Linked DNA regions of Hordeum vulgare: region 1 is linked to region 2. A link is a contact called in public Hi-C data. All regions are on one chromosome and are shown on one strand. The core of a region is the stretch at or near the end of the contact, and the rest is flanking DNA. Distances in the headings are between cores, read along the strand shown.

Evidence for each region. Hi-C and Micro-C count contacts between places; a contact is called where the count stands out from the background.
Region 1: a Hi-C map of seedling shows a contact between it and region 2, with 4 times the contacts expected there. The contact joins the promoter of LOC123450258 here to the enhancer-like site in region 2. A contact is called at or near these places in 2 of 6 Hi-C or Micro-C datasets (leaf and seedling).

Annotation. Positions count from the first base shown.
Region 1 is chr4H:50,404,694-50,410,969 of MorexV3_pseudomolecules_assembly, reverse strand. It overlaps LOC123450258 (heparan-alpha-glucosaminide N-acetyltransferase-like), which reads right to left and starts at 4,430. Exons shown (of 13, transcript XM_045127604.1): 1 at 4,086-4,430; 2 at 3,836-3,973; 3 at 3,635-3,716; 4 at 3,472-3,548; 5 at 3,268-3,383; 6 at 3,038-3,155; 7 at 2,847-2,963; 8 at 2,604-2,695; 9 at 2,443-2,509; 10 at 2,283-2,364; 11 at 2,100-2,191; 12 at 1,830-1,973; 13 at 1,527-1,739. The coding sequence starts at 4,313. The coding sequence ends at 1,593.
Region 2 is chr4H:49,744,023-49,750,690 of MorexV3_pseudomolecules_assembly, reverse strand. No RefSeq gene overlaps it. Among protein-coding and RNA genes, the nearest start is that of LOC123451168, 26 kb to the left of the region's middle. Within about 2 kb of position 2,915, at least 3 of the 3 cell types and tissues checked have open chromatin away from gene starts, as enhancers often do. A contact at or near this core is called in leaf and seedling, where this site is marked.

The sequences.
Region 1 (6,276 bases), core at 3,181-5,680, 660 kb before region 2:
GTTGGAGCATGTGCTCTTTTGTGGGCTCTATGGAATTGCAGAAATGATTTGGTTTTTAACAGACTACGTGATATTAACTTTCTGCATGTTATCTTCAAAATTACCGCACTGATCCGTACATGGTCGTTACTCACTCATCTGGCAGCCAGGGAGCCTATGGTTATTGGGTCTGTCCGTTGGAAGATGGTAGCACAGGATATCTTCAGCCGGTTTGGGTGGCGGCATATTAATAGGATAGGTGTTTAAGCATCTAGATCTTTTAGTCATCTTCGGCTTAGGCGCGAAGCTCGCCTTGTATCTTTATTTTTCACTCTTTGTTGCTTATTATTTTCTTTGTACTTTATGAAGATTTGCTTTGGATTAATATATGGCTGCATGATGCAGAGGCGGGGCTAATCCTCCTCTTTTTTTAAAACACAACAAAACAAAAAAAGAAACAGTTGCATGATTGTAAGAGCGAGTGTGGGGAACAGAGTCTGACTTCAACGCTGTTGTTTATTTATCGAGTTTGAAGTCTGAACCAACGGTTTATCGTGCATGGATAGCTCTTACTACTGGGTAGCTCTTACTATCCTACTCTTACAAAAAGTCCAAGTTAGTAGAGAAACGGCACAAAACAGCTCATGCCACCACTTCGATAATAATTAAGTTTCGTTTTCTTGGAAGCTTTTGTGCCCTATGCCAATCTTGTCTTGATACCTGCCAACAGAGCCTTCTTGTTGAGCAAAAAAAAAAAAAAAAACAGAGCCTTCTTGTTCTTACAGACAAATTGCACTTGATATCACAGCATGATAAAAAAATGAAGAAAGAAGAACAACAAAAGCTTGCATGATTAGAAGGAATAGGACAAGAAGTGCGCCGAGATTACCACCTTCTAGTTTGTTTCTTCCCATCTCAAGACGGGTAGAAAAAACCAACACAGGGGCAGTGACAATTCCATTCATATCTTCTGGAAAACAGGTGAAGTGCACCAATGTTCAGAGGAGTTGGAGTCGCAGATAAGAGCAAAAATGCATATTTGTACATTGCGTGTAGACGGTTAGATTCTAGTGCCAATTTGCTACAGCCGGCTGCCGGCCTTTGGCAGTATGCATGGATGGAGCCCTGGAGTCTCTTTCAAGCATATGGCTGAATAAGGAGGAGCTAAGACGGACAGGCAGGCTTGTATCGTGATTCCTGAGCAGTGGCAAGTTGCCCATGTTCTCCAAACTCTGCATTCTCTCATCTGGATAAGCTTAAGAGCTTCAACTGTCCTTAAAATTACATTCCCTATGGACACTTATGGTACCGTAGCTTATATTTTTACCTAATGCCATTGGTCAACCTCTAGTACCAACAGGCTGACCATCTTGCCAAGACGGTTTGGGTGCTTTGTTATATAACCCCAGTCTCAAGTTCTGAACATGAAAATCCCATTACTTATATCAACAACAAAAAAAAAATACCTAAAGTAACAAATTTGACAATAGAAGACGACGTTTATCGCTTTTTTTTACATCAGTCATACAAAATAATGTTGGATGGAATTGAATGACATAATTTACTGCTGGAAGACATAACAGATCATTGTACACAGCTATCATCCAGAACTCTCATAGTTTCCAATAAATCCCCAGCTTGTGCAAGATGCCAGAGACAACACCCCAGAAGAGGATCTCTCCAAATATGACATACAGCAGAGTTCCCAGCCTTTCTGAATGCCAGACATTGACAAACACATGCTTTTGGATCCAGTTAACCTGCCAAAAACAAGAAGACAAACAAATTAAGCCTTATGCAAAGACAGGCTCCAAATGTCACTACCAAGTTAACCTTCACTCATTACTTACAAGGGTTTTATCTGATGACTCATAGTACCATCCATTCACAAATGCTGCAAATATGCCTTGTGCCGCTAGGACGTACACAAGCATGGCGTTCATGCCGATCCACTCAAGGAACAAGAACGGTACTCTCAGGCCCCAGACGTCAATCTATCAATGTGACAATAAAATGGTTAAATCATTGGGAAAGAGCTGATGGAAGTGCGTCATTTTCATGTTCTAAGTTTTTTTTCGACAAAGGATTTTCATGTTCTAAGTACTTATGATAAACCATACCAGCATGTAGAAAGCTGAAAGAACGATTCCAGCCGCGCCGGCAGTGAAACAAACGTAACTGATACTGTACAGTTGCTTATTGATTGGAATAGCTACAATAGATGAGTGATGGATGTAATATTCTGATGCCACAGTTTGTACTGATTAGTTCAAGTGACGGAAATGGATTGTTAGCATAACTACCTTTTGTGAAGTGAAGGAGAATGCCGAGCAAGAGGAGTGAAATGCCCATCGAAAGCCAGTGTTTCAGTCTCTCCTTATGGGTCTAATATTAAGAAACTTTTATGTCACAGTTGCTTTTATCATATCTAAACAATACTGGTACAGTGTTTTGGATAATCACCTTGAAGTGGATTAGAACATGGCCATAGTGGATTCCAATTGTCCCTGATAGAATCGATGATATTGAACTGAAACATAAAACAGGGAAAATACTTGAATAGGTGAAATAAACAAATTATGTAACTAAGATTAATTCAATTTAAGGTCTGTTGGATCTCCAACCTTAATAATCCTTCTGGATCGAATGGCGCAAGACACCATGCTGGAGCATCGGCACGGAGAGGTCCTGTTTCTGGTGAGCTAAATGTACAATCCTGAACATGGCAATTTCAGTGCACATTTTGTCAGACCTGCACTTTCTAGCATAATGAGTAGTACAACATTTAGCTAGTAAGGAAAACTTTCTCTAGCTACTTATACATAACAGTAAATTAAAATCTTAACACATTAAGATTAAAGTTCTACCTTTGTCCGGATCCAAACGGGCTGCGAGTAGAGATGATTAATCCCCCAGACCACCCTATCAACATGACCCACTGCATTGCAAGCCGGATCCAGGTGACCCCTTACACCACATTGTACCTGAAAACACAAGTACTGTATCAAATACGAAAATAATCAATAGGGATAGCATCCTAAAGGTTAGCTCAAAGTACCGTGAACCGCTTCCCATCATTGACATCACCATCCAAATGGTACACATAGCTCCAATCTGGAACATACAGCGAGAATGTCGTGACCATGTATACGACGAAGACGATGAAACCGCCTAACCTGTCAATTGTCCGAAATGACAAGAATTTTCCATCATAATCAGAGAGAGGAAAACTTAAGAATATGCAGTTGACAGTGCAGCAAGACAAGTATGAGGGAAACATTGTTGTACCATTGCCACCGGTAGGCATCGAAGATGGCGTAAGGACCGGAACGGACGGTGGCAGGCCGCGCCTTTATGGTGAACACCTCTATGAGAGCAACCACGAAGTACACCAAAGCTATCCTCTGATGAACCAATAACTCTGTTATGATTAAGGCCTAGATGATGAAATGACCGACAAGTTTGTTTGTTTGTTTGGTAAATGAACCGAACCTGGAGGATGCCACACCATCTTATCTCCTTCATGTCCACTCCATAAGCAAGGTCGTTCGGAGCGTGAGAGTATCCACCTACATTCAGAGTTTGATAGTGTCAAATTAAGCAACATGTGTGCAAACTGAATTGTGTAAACACTCTACACATCGACTTCAAGTACCTTGCAGTAGCAGGCCCCAAAAGAGCATTTTCAGTGTTCTGACGCTGACCTTCTTCACAGCCGCACCCATGTTTGGAACTCTCTGTAAAATATTCATTCTGATGAGCATTTGAAAAAGATCTGCATATCCACGAGAAATGTTTGATTTACCAAAGTTGCAAGACTATGAGCACTAGCTCGCATGCATAAGTGCTTACTGACCTTCATGGCAAAGGCGATCGCGACACCGACGATGAAGAGGAAGAAGGGCATGACAAAGTCTGCCAGCGTGCAACCGTTCCACGGGGAGTGGTCCATCCGCTCGTAAGCCCCGCCCGCATCGTCCACCAGTACCATCAGCTGCACGGAGCAAGAGACTGTCAGCAGTTCATATGCATGGTGACTTGTAAGCATTTCATACCATATTCGCTTGGGAAAAGGTAATCATATTCGAAGGAACATGGCTTAGTACCACAATGGTGAGCCCTCTGAAGGCATCGAGAGCTGCCACCCTAGTGCTCTTCTTCTTCTGGGGCTCCTCAACAATGACCAGTCTCTCCTTCTCGGTGTCATCTCCGGCGTGGATGACGTCGTCGCCCTTGCCGTCGCCGTGCTCTACCTCTATGGGAGCTACATCAATGGCGTGCTGCTCTGGACCTTTCTCGCCGCCGGATGCTGCTAAGTCCTGCCCCTTCTCCATGATAAATGTGTGTGCAACACAACTCACTTGATTAGATTCTAGTACCTGAAAGCTGAAGCATTGGCACCGAACTACTTAGAATCTTACGAGATGAGAGGAGATTCATGTATGTGTGGAACTTTATATACAGCTACACAATCATAAGAATTGTCCGTCAATCTGTCCTGCCAAAAGGAAAGTATTTAGCTAGGTGCTAAATATATGCTGGCACCAGCGTTGGGTTGCCGTCTTGTGGTATTTTAAATATTAAGTTCATGTTTTCTATGAGTGTGTGCTCGTCGCTTTCCTTGTTTGCTCAGCAGGGGCTTCACGTCCTCTGATTTCCATGTGTCAAGACCTTGATAACCCTTTTTATGGTCTGTACCTCTTATGTACTATCTCCCTCCGAAAATACTTGTCCTAAAAATGAATGTATCTAGACTTATTTTAATTATAGATACATTCATTATATGCATTTTTAGTACTACCTACAAATAAACAACGAGGGCACATTTGTTAATTGGGGTAAGTTCTACGCTGACAAGTGCTCCACTGCTACCGGCTTCTTTTGTAATTCCTTCGTCTTAAAATAAGTGTCCTAGCTTTAGTTCAAATTCAACGGAGGAAGTATAATCTACATCAATAATGATGAGCTGTCTTAGAACACACATACTCCTTCTGTAAACTAATATAAGAGTGTTTTAATTACTAAAGTATTGTTCTAAATGCTCTTATATTAGTTTACGGAGGGAGTACATTACAAGGTGAGAAGCAATGTTTAAAAAAAAAAGCAAATTTGACATCACTCTCTTCATGTCGGCGTTTTTCCTTTCCTTTTTCCTCAGCACGCTTGTTCTCTACCTTCTTCATCAAAGTGAAAACTAGCGCTTAGCTGCTTTTCCGTCAGAACAAATGACGTGATCTCAATGTTTCATATAGGTGCAAACGCTGTACCATCTACCATCTCTTTTCTCAATGATTCATAATTTCCAATTCAATACTGCAGAGGTGCGTATAGGAGAATCAGTCTGTAGTATGGAAGAGGACATGCGTCGCCGGCCGGCTCCGTCTGGAAGCGCCATGTTAAATGGTCTTATATATAGTTTTAGGACGTGTCGTTGAAGCACGTTGTTCCACTTGGATAAGGACTAGTGATCGAATTATACAGGTGGCAGGGTTAGACCGGACGTCTCCAGTACGTATACTCCAAATAATTATGACATGGTGTGGACCCTTTTTTTTTAGTAGATGTGGACCTTGTGGTTAATGACTAGCACCCGGCCGCGGGGCGTCGACCTCCAACGTAGTTATGTACCTTCAAACAAAGAGAGAGAGAAGTGCATGTCTCAATCCTCAATTTTTGCCTTAATCTTATTTGCAATTCCGAACTCCAACAACGTCTAAATTACAACCCTGAACTCTTAAAGCCGGACAGGATTCAACCCTCCCCTCCCTATTGACTGGTTCTGACCTGTTGACCATCCAGCCAGTAAGCCACATCAGCAAATTTTCAGAAAAAATGGGTCAAATAAAAAAGGATTATAAAAAACAAACTCTGTAAAATACTTGTAAATATTTATGTAAAATACTTATATAATATGCAAATATTCTTTTTTTTTAAAAAAAACTGTAAATATTTAAAATAAAAAATATCAATTTTTTCACCCATAAATTAAACCTAAAAAAAGTAGTATGCAACTGGAAAAGTTTTTTTTTGACCGGCAAACTTCTACCTTTGATTTTACAATTTTCTTCGAATTTTGAACCATTTTAGAGTTTTGAGAAACGAATCCTGATTTTTTTTTGAAAATTTCCAAAAACAAGACCGAATTTATTTTTTTGATTTTCCACACTTCTGAATTTGTTTCGAGTATACAGATTTATTTATATATTTTTTGATTCTCCATAATTTTAAATTTATATTTTCTGGATTTTTTAGTTACGAATTTGGTTTTTGTTTTTTCTAGAAATTTTGATTTTTTTT
Region 2 (6,668 bases), core at 1,666-4,165:
TAGAGATTTTTTTTTGGGGGGGGGGTTAGTTTTTTTTTTGTAAAATTATTTATTGGGTGTTTTTATTTTGAGTTGTTGTCTATTCTTATTTTGTTTTTTAAGTGTTTGGTGTGTAATATAATAGAGTTTCATATGTACTAAAAAAGCAGCATATATTAAAGAGTTCACTGTACATGAAATAAAGTTCAATATATATTAGAAAGAATCATCATACTTTAAAAAAATCTGATTCGTATGAAATAAAAGGTCACCATAGGTCGAAGAAATTTCATTCCACACGAAAATAATTTGATTGTATATATGTAAATTTTCAAGTGTATTACACATAGTTCGTCCTACACTAACCAGATTTAGATTTGTATTGAAAATGTTTATCGTATATCAAGAATAAAAAGTGCATTGTTATATTAAACAAAATTCTATGAAATTCAAAATATATTAAAATTCTACTATATTGAAGAAATTTCTAGTACAGAGCGAACTGAACAAAAAAGAAAAACAGTGGATGGAAAAGGAAATCTGGAAAAGGGAAAAACAAAACTAAAAATAAAAACCAGAAGAAAAAACCCAACCAAAAAACAAAAAGAAAAATGAAGAAGAAGAAGAAGAAGAAACAAACATCAGCCAATGAACAAAATAAAAGTGAGCGATTCCTACGCGGATCCTGAAACTGGACCCAGCCAACTCCATGCCCTGCATGTGTGGCCTCAACTATGACAAGATGGTAGGTTATCTCGCCTGAAGGGTTTTCTCTCTTCTCTGGTTATAGGACGGACCAATTTCTCCTCATCGTCGCCCCTCGGATTTATCGAACTCTCGCTCCCCACTTTCGTTACATTAGTTGGTTTTGGGTTTCTTCCTCTTTTCTTTTCTTTTTTTTTTCGTTTTCTTATTTTTTCATCATTTCTGGGTTTTTTCATGGTTCCTACAGGTTTTGTTTGTTTCTACATGACTTTCTTCATTTTTTGTTATTATACGTTTTATTTGTTTTTTTTATTTTCACTCGGTTTTTCTAGACTCTAGTTATTTTTATTTGTTTCTTTGTTTTCTTTGTTTTTTCTAGTTTATTTTTTTTTACATTTCTTATAAATCAGAAATATCTTTTTTTGTTTTCTTACATGGAGACATTCAACACTTTTCTTGTTTTTTACACTTTTTAATATTGTGTTTTCTTACAGGAGACATCTAACTTTTTCTCATATAGATCAGAAACATTTTTATATAATTTTCTTTCCATTTTCTTAATATATGATTAAAGTTTTCTGAAAACTTATATTATAAAAATACTTATATAATAGTTATAATACATGGTCAAAATTTGAAAATACAGGACCACCTTTTTTCAGACACACTGTATATTTTTTGTACATATGATTTTCTCTATACACATTTAATGTTTTTCAAACATTTGATTAATATTTTTCAAACAGTTTATGGAATGTGCTTTCTGCAATATATTTATTTAGAATATTAAGAGTATAAACAAAAAAAGTCATAAGAGAGTTTATATGTCTCATGGGTCTCATGTTCTCCCGGGCCTGCCCATTTTGCGCTTACCTACATGTGAGAGTCTTCTACTTCTTTTGTCAAGCAAGACATAGGAGTCCCCCTCCGAAGTAGGGCAGCTCCTACCTGCCGCTGATTGCGGCACAGAGCCCCTGCGCCGCACAGGGGACACCACGACTGGGTCGGCCCAGTCTTTTTTTTTGGGTTTGTTCTTTTTAATTTTTCCTTTTCTTTTTTTAGTTGACGCAAATTTTAGAAAACACTGAAGAAAATTGGAAGCGTGAACAAGTTTTTAAAATCACAAACATTTTTTAAATCTTTAGAACAAATTTTAAAGCCGCGAACAATTTGAAAAAAACTTGAACAAATTTGGAAGCACGAACAATTTTGTAAAGCACGAACATTTTCGAATCTTGATAATAAAATTTTGAAAACACGAGCAATTTTGAAAAAACCCGATCAAATTTGAAAGCGCGAACAAATTTTTGAAGCACAGATATATTTTGAATTTTCAGAAACAATTTTGAAACCGAAAACAATTTTCAATATCGTGGACAAATTTGAAAGTGCGAACAAATTTTTAAAGCACAACCATTTTATGAATTTTGAGAAGAAATTTTGAAACAGAGAACAATTTTATAAAAACGTGGCCAAATTTTTAAGCGCAAACAATTTTTTAAAGCATGAACATTTTTTGAATCTTGAGAAATGTTTTTTGAATAGGAAAGCAATTTTGAAAAAAAACCGAAAAAATGAAAAGCGTGATTTTTTTTTAAATTTTGAGAACAAATTTTGAAACCGAGAATAATTTTAACAAAATGTGAACAAATTTGGAAGCACGAACAATTGTCTAAAGTAATAACATTTTTTGAATATTCAGAAGAAATTTTGAAACCGGGTCAAATTTGAAAAACACAAAACAAATTTGGAAGCGCAAACAAAATTTTCAAGCATGAACATTTCTTGAACTTTGAGAACAAATTTTGAAACCGAGAAAAAATTGAAATTTTTTGAACAAATTTGAAAGTGCGAATAATTTTTTAAAGCACGAACAATTTTTGAATCTTAAGAATTATTTTTGAAACTAAGAACAAATTTGAATCTTGATAACAAATTTTGAAACCGAGAATAATTTTTGGAAAACACGTAACAGATTTTAAAATCAAGATTTTTCTTTCAAAATTCAAAAAAACATTTTTTTTGAAAATCAAAAACATATTCTGAAATAAAAACGGAAAAGAAAAATGAATAAAGAAAAAAGAAAAAGAAAAAACATAGGTTCATGGAACCTTTTAGAAGTTTTCCAAAACCGAAAAAACTAGGTGGGAACACGTATACCTGGCCATAGCTTGGCCGGGCGAGACCAAGCCCAACGTCTAAAACATAGGCCCAAGCCCGGGCCCGCTCGGCCGTCGGGCCTATATTTTAGGCCCACACTCGGGCCATCACTTCTAAATCCCGTCGGGCTTCGGTCCTCGGTCCGGGCCCCTTCCCTAAAACGCAAAAACACCAAGCCCAAGCTTGGCCCGACATACTCTTCGAGCACAAAATTCAGGCCCGAGCCCGACCTATGGCAAGGTCGGGCCGGGTCGGTTCGGGCTTTTTCGGACCGGGCTGCCCATGGCCATATATAGAAACAAGGTTCCCAAAAACGGGCCATCCATTTGAAAAGCGATCCCTCTCCCGCCCATGGCCCGATATGATTTCGCACAAAGCGACTAATTGGGTTTTCCGGTGTCTCCTACCTTCCGCTTGCTGCGGCAGTGGGTTTCTCAAGATTCACATACCAATTATTTCTTTTTTTCTGTTTATTTTTTCCTTTTCTCCTTATTTATTTTTTCCTTTTTGGCTCGTTTTTCTTCTCATTTTTCTTTTTTTCTTTTTGATCAAAACGAACAAACGCTGAATTTCTTAATCATTTTTTCAAAACATGAATGTTTTTAAAATCAGAGAAAAAAATTAAGCGTGGAAATTTTTTAAACCATGCACGCTTTTTTAATCTTGAGAACAAATTTGGGACCGCGAACAATTTTTTAGAGCAAGAACATTTTTTGAATCTTGAGAAAACAAAATTTTGAAATGGAGAAAACTTTGGAAATTTCCGAACAAAATTGAAAGAGTGAACAATTTTTTAAAGCATGGACCTTTTTTGAATCTTGAGAACAAATATGAAAACGAGAACAATTTTAAAAAATACTGAACAAATTCAGAAACGTGATTTTTTTTTGAAAACACGAACACTTTTTGAATCTTGAGAACAATTTCAAAAAACAAAATCATTTTTGATTTTTTTTTTAAATCTAGAACTATTATTGAAAATCTAGAACAATTTTCTAAAAAGTAAAAACATTTTTTGAATTTGATGAACAATTTTTGAAATTCGCACACAATTTTTGAAAATCTAGAATACTTTTTAGAAAGCAAAATCATTTTGCGAATTTGAAGAACATTTTTTCAAAATGCAGCCTATTTTTTTAGAATATAGAAAAAAACCGAAACATTTTCCGAATTTGAAGAACGTTTTTGAAATCCCTATTTTTTTTTAAAATCCAGAATATTTTTCTGAAAAGCAAAAAAAAAAACGAATTTGCAAAATATTTTCTTAAAATCCATGACTTATTTTAAAACTGTAGAACAATTTTTGAAAATCCAGAACAATTTTTGAAACAGAAAAGAAAAATGAAAAATGAAAACAAAAAGAAGAAGAGATTGAAATAGGGTTTTGCGTGAAGTATGTCCCACTTCTCGCAACACTGAATCGCTGTTTCGTTTGGAGAAAAGACGATGCAAATGGCCCAGCACTAGCCCATATGATATCGAGTGCCATAGTAATGAAATACTCCCTCGGCTCACAAATATAAAATGTTTTAGACTTTTTATATGGGAAAGACAGAAAGTGAAATGAATAATAAACACATTATATACATTTGATTCTCAAAAAAGTAAGAATATCTTGCATTTGTGCATTGAGGGAGTATAAAAAACTGCCAAACCCTATGCAGCGCCTTAAACGCCACTTACTAGTGTTCTGGTAACGTCACACACACCCCCGTTTGACCCTCGGCTAAAATCATTTAACTATTTTTTTCACGTTGCACTGTATGATGTACATGTCAAGTTCTTGTTCAGCCAGTAATGTAGCTTTTTGTAATTTGTTTTACAATCTTCTAGAATGTTCCACCATTTTCTGGAGCGGTTTTCCCATGGGTTTTTTCAGGATGAGTTTTGTATAAGTTTATTTATTATTTTTACTTTATTTTTCATTCTTTTCAAATTTGTGATTCTTTTCCAAAATTAAGATATTTCTTAAATTTAGGAAAAAGATTCAAATTCACAAAAAAATCTTGAACCCTTCTTTCAACAATACAAACATGCGTCTCGTCATATTCTGTCACTGGGATATGGAGCATCATAAGATTGAACCAACTACAACGCACCACACCGAGTAATGATAAATCAATTTAGCTGGCCAAACCAAACACATAGATCGGAGAAAACTACAAAGCTATAGCAATCATGGATAAGAAGTTCACAAAAGACTCAATTACTCCATCTGTCACAGTTTAGAAGGCATGCACGTGTTTCTAAATCAATTTGACTTATATATTGTTTAACATAAAAAATATCATTAGAAAATAGAACGTTTAAAGTTTTTAACGATATATTTTTATTATATATGATTCTAATTAAGTTGGTCAAATTGACGACCTAGGTACATGTGCCAGACTTGTAGACTGAGCCGAAGGGAGTACGTTCAATGAATAATCTAATCATAAATCCATAATTAATTGGTCCCAACAAACACACCGCAAAATAAGATTGGTTAGGTGTCCTTGGGAGCCTCCTATTTCGTGTTGTGGAGTTGAACCAAGATGTTTGTAAGGGCAAGAAGATCGCCTACTTCGTGAAGATCTACCGTGAGTAAGGCTAGTCCTCCGTGGACGGAAGCCGTGGTGGAATAGACAAGGCCGCTTCATCGTGGATCCTCCGTGGACTCTCGCAGCCGTTACCCTCCGTGGGTTGAAGTCTCCACTAACATGGACGTACGATAGCGCAACCTATCGGAACCATGCCAAAAATTATCGTGTCAACCTCATGCGTTTGATCTCCCTACCTTACTCCTCTACATTACACTTGCATGTTTTACATTTCGTTGCTATACTCTTAGAACTGCATGTGTAGGGTGTACTTGACCTGCTATAACTATCATAGCTGTTTCTCAAGTAAATTTGGGAAAAGACAAAAAAATTATCTTGACAAGTAGTCTATTCACACCCCCTCTAGACACATATTCTATCGATCCATCAATTGGTATCAGAGCAAGGTCTCCAAAACATTGGTTTAACCGCCATTAGAGGAAGATGAATGTGACTTGTTCCTAGATTTTTAGTTGTAGAGTGCCTATTCTTGATGGGGAGTACTTTAGACAACGGAAAAATGAAATGCTTCTTATATTTGTTGAGTTCCATTTGCGCAAGTATGTTGAATATCCCTATGCGCCTCCCATTGACCACATACATCCTTCTCATGATGATGAAGTTAATATGCTTGGTAACCTTAACACTGTCAATCTTATCATTAGAGGTTTACCGAGAAATGTGCTTAATCAGTTGCAAAACTTTGAGTGTGCTCATACCTTGTGTAAAGACTTAGAGAAAATATATCCATATTATTCCTTGAAAAATCTTGATATCATATTCCACAAATGCATTGCTTTTGACAAAATGAAGCCAACCGATCCTAACTTCGATAAATGTCTATTTGAGCTTCGTGACCTCATGCGTGCTAAAGGAGATGTCATTACTATTAACAATATCATTGTTCAAGCCATTCGAATGCATAAACATGAACATTGTCATAGTCAAATTTTTGATAAAATTCTTATTTCTTATGATGAGCGAATATCATCCGATGATGACAATGTGGAGCATGGCTACTACAATGAAGATGAAGAGCTTGACATCGAATATGAGAAGGCCATGAGGAACCTTATTCTTATGGCTAACCTTAAAGACTACATGGCCGGTGGAAAGGAGTGGGTTCTTGACAGTGGATGCACCGATCACAAGACCGGAGATAAAGACATGTTCCATGAGATTACACCAAATCGTGGACCTCGGAAGTATGTGACTTTTGGAGACAACTCCAAAGGTAAGGTACTT